2 separate regions of the Muntiacus reevesi genome follow, and region 1 is linked to region 2. A link is a contact called in public Hi-C data. All regions are on one chromosome and are shown on one strand. Each heading gives the region's core, a stretch centred on a gene start, on an enhancer-like site or on the middle of the called end of the contact. The rest is flanking DNA. Distances are from core to core; before and after follow the strand shown. Region 1 holds the start of EXOC3L2 (exocyst complex component 3 like 2). Region 2 holds the start of TOMM40 (translocase of outer mitochondrial membrane 40).

Region 1 (3,544 bases), core at 258-2,757, 300 kb after region 2:
AGACTTTAGCCATTGTCTCTCAAGCCTCCTGTTCCTCAAAACACCATCCTAGCCTCTGTCCAGTCTCGATGGTCCCCGATCCCCACGGGAGGCAGTCACCATGGCAACCATTGCCTGGAACCCCTGTGGCTGTGGGCAGTTGGTGTCAGCCCCTCCACACACACACACACACACACACACACACACACACACACACACACACACACACACACACACACACACACTGATTCTCTTTCATCTTCCAAACTGGGCTCCATAGGCCTCATCTCCAAAATGGCTCCGTCATCCCCTAGAACTGGCTCCATCATTCCTCCCCCCAAGAAAACTCCACCTCCCTCTCAAAACAGGGGCCCTCGATTTCCCCCCAGCGGAAGTCAGCACCACTCAAACCAGATCTTTTTTCACCCAAAGGAGATCTGACATTCCTACTCCAGCTCCGACATAGACCCCTAAACTGGAACCCCTCCCCCGCCCAATCATTTCCAACATCCTCAGACCTGTCTGCAACACTTTCCCAAAACTGACCCCAACGTCGTTCCCTTTCCTGGCTCCAGCACCTACCTCTTTAACCTGACTCCGACATCCTGCCCCCTCCAGCCCCCTCGTCGGCCTCCGGGTGCCTGGCCCCTGACTCACTTCCGAGGGATCCCTCAAGCCCCCCAGCCTCTAGGCCCCCGCAGGATGTCTTGGCCACCAGAGCTTCCCTCTTTGGGCTCCTCCTCCTCTTCCTTGCTGCCAGCCTTTCCCCAATGCCCCGAACCTTCTGCAGGCCGACTGGCCTGTTTGCAGAAGTCATCACCTCCAGTCGCATGCCTATGATCAGGGAACTGCCCTGACCAGCTGTGTCCTACACAACCCCAATCCAGACCCTGCCCGCAAACAACTCGGTCACCAGACCTGCCTATTCCAGGTTCACCTACATCTTCAATCCCAGCCTCATCCCGCCTCCTGCTCTATCTCCATCCCAACCCTGGTCACAGCTCCCATCTCTGGGACCCCATCTCTTGGGGACGGAGCAGACTGCCCATCCCTCTCTGGCCTCAGCCTTCCCACCTGAACTCAGAGAGCTTCCAGCCCAATGACATTGTGTCTCTCTTCTCCCTTGGTGCTTCCAAGCTCTGCATGACTCCCTGGAAGCCTGGATCGTCAGAGTCCCCATGGTGTGCCCTGCAGCCTCCTCCTCTCCCCCTTTCCTCCCCCCAGCCTCTTGCTGGCTGACAACCCCCCCCACCCCCGCAACCAGGTCAGGCCCTAGAGTTTCTCTTTGCCCCCAGCTTCTCCTGGCTTCAGGGCACACGATCTCCCAAATTCTGGTCCAGCCCCCAATTCAGAGGCGCCGGGGGCGCGTGACTCCCCTCCTCCTGCACACTCACCTCCTTGTCAGTGTCCCTCTGTCCCCGCTGCTGTCCTGTGTTGAGGCTACTTCAGGCAGGACTGCCAAGAGCTTGGATCTGAGGAGGGGGGGTTAGAGGAGGTCAATTTCCTGTCAGGAAACCCCTCCCTCTCTGGGGCCAGGGGCGGGAAGGACTTGTTATCTGTCTGCCCTTTTAGGCCAGGCTGTGGCTGGGCTGGGAAGAGGGACAAGGCTGCAGGCAGGCCCCACCTTCATCCACCCCGACCGGAATTGGCAACCCCCCCCCAGTCTGCTCTTCACACCTTCCAAGGTGACAACACCATCCTGGGTACCCCCCGGAGACACCCCATGCTGGCTGTGGGCCCCGAAATTCTCTCATGAGTTCCCCGCTCTGAGGTAAAGACATGGAGGAAGGTTCTGCTGGGACCAGGGGCTGGTTGGAGGCCTCAGGGGTGGCCCTGGGCAGAGCTTTGCTTCTGTGGTTCTCTCTGCCTAAAAGCCCCTGTCCCCACGCCTTCATACGCCTGTCTTCTCTTTATTACCCAGGTCTCAGCTCCAGCATCCTTTCCTCCAAGGAGAGGTTCCCGACCAGCAAAAGCTCTTCTGCCCGCCACGTACTCTCCTCCCTCCCCGGAGACACTGCTCTGATTTGTCAGGTCCTTGGTAGCACTTTCTACAACCTGAAATGATCAAGTCCCTCTGGCTCCCTGGTAGATTTTCTGACTGTCCCATTTAAACATAAATTCAGTGCAGATTTTGCTTACCTTGTTCATTGTGATAGCTCTAAATACACACCTGGCACATAGTAGGTGCTCAGTAAAGATCTGTTAATGGAATGAATGCACCAGTGGGGATAAAGCAGTGCTAAGGATGGGACGTTGTGGATGAAGAGGGCAGATGGGTTGGGGCTAGAAATGGGTTGGGGATTGGATGGAGTGAGATGCAGGATTAGGGTTACTTTCAAGGCTAGGTTTTAGGCTTAGGTGGCCTTTGGGTTCCCAGGCAGAGTATCCCAGGTGTTTGGCCTAAGAGAATGATCACTTGCCTCAGCTCGATTGGGGTTGGGGTGAGGTAGGGTTGACATTAGGGACAGGAGCTGGGCTCAGGGATCACTCCTTCTCCCCTAGCCCCAGTGAAGGCTCTGGGGACATTAGGTTGGGATAAGTGCATCAGGGGTTAAGATTCCAAGGTCTGAAGGCCTCCATTTAAGGATTGAATTTATCAGCAGAGGGCCCCGGGGAAGGCGCTGATTTGGTGGCCGAGAGGGCAAGGGGAGAAACAGGCTTTGTCCTCCCCAAGTCAGTGTGGACCCATGATAATGAGAAGGCAGGCCGGGCTGGAACCAAGCATTTGTTATGGGCCATGGACACTGTTGGATCTCTCCCTCTTTTTTAACTTAATTTTTTATTGAGCTGTAATTCTTATGACATAAAATTCACCCTTTTAAAGCGTATGTCAATGGTTTTTGGTATATTCGCAAGGTTGTGGCAACCATCCCCACTATCTAATTCCAAAGCATTTTCACCACCCCAAAAAGAAACCCTTAAATCCTAAAACCTGTTAACAGTCGTTCCTTATTGCGCTCTCCCCCAGCCTTTGGTAACCCTGAATCTACTTTCTGTCACTAAAGATTTACCTGTTCAGGATATTTCATATAAATTTGTTGTTGTTTAGTTGTGAAGTTGTATCCAACTCTTTACAACCCCATGGACTGTGGCCCTCCAGGCTCCTCTATCCATGGAATTTCCCAGGCAAGAATACCAGAATGGGTTACCATTTCCTTCTCCAGGAAATCTTCTCGACCCAGGGATCAAACCCTCATCTCCTGCATTGGCAGATAGATTCCTTTACAACTGAGCCACCTGGGAAGCCCATTTCTTATAAATGGAATTATACAATAAGTGGTCTCTTGTATGCTTCTTTTGATGAGCATAAGTTTTTAAGGTTATCCATGCCACGGCCTCCCTTCTCCCTCAGTCTCCCCATCTGGGAAATGAGGTGGGGACCATACTGGGAACTACGGAACCAGGGTGAGCCCTGAAGAGTGGTGGGCAACCTGTGTAGGGAGGTGATCTTCTGCCCTCGTGTGGTGTTTCAGAGAACTGCAGCTGTCAGCGCTAGGGCTGGGAAGGGATTGGGCGGATTCCGCCTCTATCCCATTCCCAAGACCCCACCCCCCATCCCGCAGAA
Region 2 (3,345 bases), core at 227-2,726:
AATGGGGGGGGTGGGCAGGTCCAGGTCTTGAGGGAATCAGTAGACTAGAAGTTAAGACAGGTTACAGACAAAAAGATATGAAAAAGATAATTAAGTGAGGGGATAATGAGCAAAAATGCATAAGCCATGGTTAATGGAAGGAGCAGGAGGAGTCCAGGGCATAAGGAAAAATAACGGCAGTCTAATGGCTAATGGATAGAAATAAACGGAACAAAGTAGGAATAGCAGTAACTAAGTACAAGGGGCAGGGGTGTAATGAGTAAGAGTAGGCCAAAGGCAAAATTATGAATAATGTTGTAATAGGAGCTCAGGGCATGATGGGTAATAGATCTCAATGAATGAGCCAGGGGTAGAGGAATGAATAAGGGAGAAATAGGGGCCACAGGCAAGTTGAGCAATAGAGATAAAGCCTGATGCTCAATTAAGGTACAGCTAGAAGAATGCGGGAGGAATTTTCTGGTGGTCCAGCAGCTAAGACTGCGCTCCCAGTGCAGGCGGATAGGGTTCCATCCCTGGGCAGGGAACTAGATTCCGCCTGTTGCAACTAAGAATTCACAGGTCACAACTAAAGATCCTGCATGTCCAGCCGTGCAGCCAAATATTAATAGATACATACTTTAAAAAAAAAAAGAAAAAGAATGTGGGAAATGAACAGGCGTAAAAGGGCTAAGTGTCGTACAGCCAACCAAGTTGAAATGAATGGAGCGGAAGGCATGCTGGGTAATGGGATAGGAATGAATGGGCCAAAGATAGAAGCTTCAGTGACTGAGGGAAGGGTTGGGGGAAAGACACAGAAAGCATGATGGGTAACGAAAGGGGTGGGCCTACGGCAACTGTCCCGTTAAATAGGTAAGAGGTATTGTGGGTAACAAGAAGCAGGACAGAGTTAACATAACGGGTTAGAATTCTCCCCGTGGCACTGTGGGAAGGGCTAGCACTTCCGGCTTTCGGTCTGCGACTTCGGACTAGGGGGCCGCCCCTTTGCCGCGGTGCCTGGTGGGATGCGAGGCCTGACCTTGCTGCCTAGCAGCCTCTGCTGCGCAACCCATCTTTATCCATGTCCCTTGACCCTAGCACGTTAGCCAATGAACACACAAGATGGATTACGACACCACCTGTACCTGCAGGAGCCAATCAGGAAGCTGCAAGGGCCAAGGACGACCAATTATCATTAACAACTTCGCCGCCGGGCGGAGTCGAAAGAGGGACGCCTTCGGGAATGGGGCTGAGGTATTACGTCAATGGGCGGTGCAAAGTGAGCAGCACAGACCAATGGTGGGTGAGCCCCGGAACCCGCGGCATCGCGAGCCAATCGGCGTGGGCTCCCCAAGCCAATGGGAAGGGCAGGGAGGTGTGCTGTGACCCGTCTGCGAGTGGGAACCAACAGAAACGGACGTTCCAAAGAGGTGGGTGGAACTCTCATCCATGACTCCAATAGTAAGGCCAGACCCTGAAGCTGGTGGGAGGACCTCAAGGCCCTCTAAACCAATGGGCTAGGTGGGGCGGGGCGACGGTGGCGGCGGCGGCGGCAGCGGGTTCGGTTGCGCGTGGCCCACGGGGTAGGAGCGGAGCCCGGACCGGGAGGAGGCGCTGCCGCGCGTAAGAATTGGGGTTCTGAGCGGGGGGGGGCCTAGGGGGTGTTGGCTGGAGACTCGGCCTGGAGCCTGCGGGCCTTGACCTCTGCCCTCTGACCTTTCCCCTTGCAGGCGACCATGGGGAACGTATTGGCCGCTAGCTCGCCGCCCGCAGGGCCGCCGCCGCCGCCTGCGCCTCCCCTCGTGGGACTGCCGCCACCTCCGCCCTCTCCTCCCGGCTTCACGTTGCCGCCACTCGGGGGCGGCCTGGGCGCTGGAGCTGGCACAGGTCGAGGTTCCGAACGGACCCCCGGGACTGCGGCTGCCAGCTCTGGAGGGACCGGGGACGATGGGGCCTGCGGCTGCCTGCCCAACCCGGGCACGTTCGAGGAGTGCCACCGGAAGTGCAAGGGTGAGGGGCTGGGGGCCTGGCAGGGGTGTGATGGCCCGGATCTCGGGGGAAGGAGGAGCGCACTGAGGACCTTGGGAATTGGCACGGACCATTGGAATCACTTAACAGAGCGTTAGGAGTTGACGTTGGGATCCAATAGTGGAACGTTGAACCTGGGGCTTAGAATGATGGGATCAAATGATGGAACCTCAGGATGGAACGCCAGAGCGGTACAGAAAAACCTTAAGGACCTCATGTGCCCCAGGAATCGGCCAAGCCAGCCTTATGTGATCGGGAGGGAAACCGAGGCCCAAGGTCACAGTGTCAGCAATGGGTCATTGGAGGTGGAACCCAAGGCTTCTGGATCCTGGCTTGGAGTAATTGTAGTAGTGAAAGTGGTGCTGGGTTATTGAGCACTTTTCTAGCATTCAGTGTGTGTTAACTCATTAAATCCTTGCAGTATTTCTATGTGGTGAGCATCTTCAACTAACAGGTACGTTTGACATGGATAAAATAACTTGACTAAGGTCACACAAGTAGTAGATGGTGGCACTGGAATTTGGATGCAGGCAAGGGCCTTGGTCCTGAGCCCATCCTCTGGACAATTCTGCCTCTTCCCTGGATGAGGTGCTTTGTGCAGTGTGCTGGTTGTGGGTTCCTGGAGAAGGGAGAGTAGGGACTATAGGGAAGAATGGGATGAGAGATGGGGTGTGTGTGTTGAAGTGTGACAGCATTTTTCTCTCCTTCAGAGCTGTTTCCTATTCAGATGGAAGGTGTCAAGCTCACAGTCAACAAAGGGTTGAGTAATCATTTCCAGGTGAGCCTTTCTGGTACCATTATCCTTCAGAGGTCATCCCAGCCATCCCTCTGCATCTGCACATACAGTCTTTTAACTCCTCCTTAAAGATCTGGGCTCCTTGATACTTAAAGACACCATAGACAGTGCCAGGCTTACCACTCAATTTGGGGGCAGTGGTAGGGTTTAGGGACCCACCCCCACAACCAGCATCCAGGCAGGGATGAAGTACCAGGTATGCCCCCACACATCCCTTTTCTTGAGTGTCTAATCTAGTGAGGCCACACCTCCCAGTCTTCATCCCCTGCCATGCCCAGAGACGCCCTGACAGGGAAGTCAGATTGGCAAGCATCCCCCATCCCAGGCTGGAGGGGAGCTGACCTGGAAGTGGGCTCAGCTGGGTTCCCTGGGGAGTGGCCCACAGGCTCATCACCACAGCCCTCCCTCTTCTTCCAGGTGAACCACACAGTAGCCCTCAGCACAATTGGGGAGTCCAACTACCACTTCGGGGTCACGTATGTGGGGACGAAGCAGCTGAGTCCCACAGAGGTGAGGTACCTTTGGCCATTCATTCATTGTATCTT

What was found. Hi-C and Micro-C count contacts between places; a contact is called where the count stands out from the background.
Region 1: a Hi-C map of muscle shows a contact between it and region 2, with 4 times the contacts expected there. The contact joins the promoter of EXOC3L2 here to the promoter of TOMM40 in region 2. A contact is called at or near these places in 2 of 3 Hi-C or Micro-C datasets (blood and muscle).

The regions. Positions count from the first base shown.
Region 1 is chr2:265,004,805-265,008,348 of mMunRee1.1, forward strand. EXOC3L2 (exocyst complex component 3 like 2) reads right to left here and starts at 1,508. Exons shown (of 12, transcript XM_065926300.1): 1 at 1,374-1,508.
Region 2 is chr2:264,709,601-264,712,945 of mMunRee1.1, forward strand. TOMM40 (translocase of outer mitochondrial membrane 40) reads left to right here and starts at 1,477. Exons shown (of 10, transcript XM_065926283.1): 1 at 1,477-1,599; 2 at 1,707-1,986; 3 at 2,715-2,782; 4 at 3,218-3,310. The coding sequence starts at 1,713.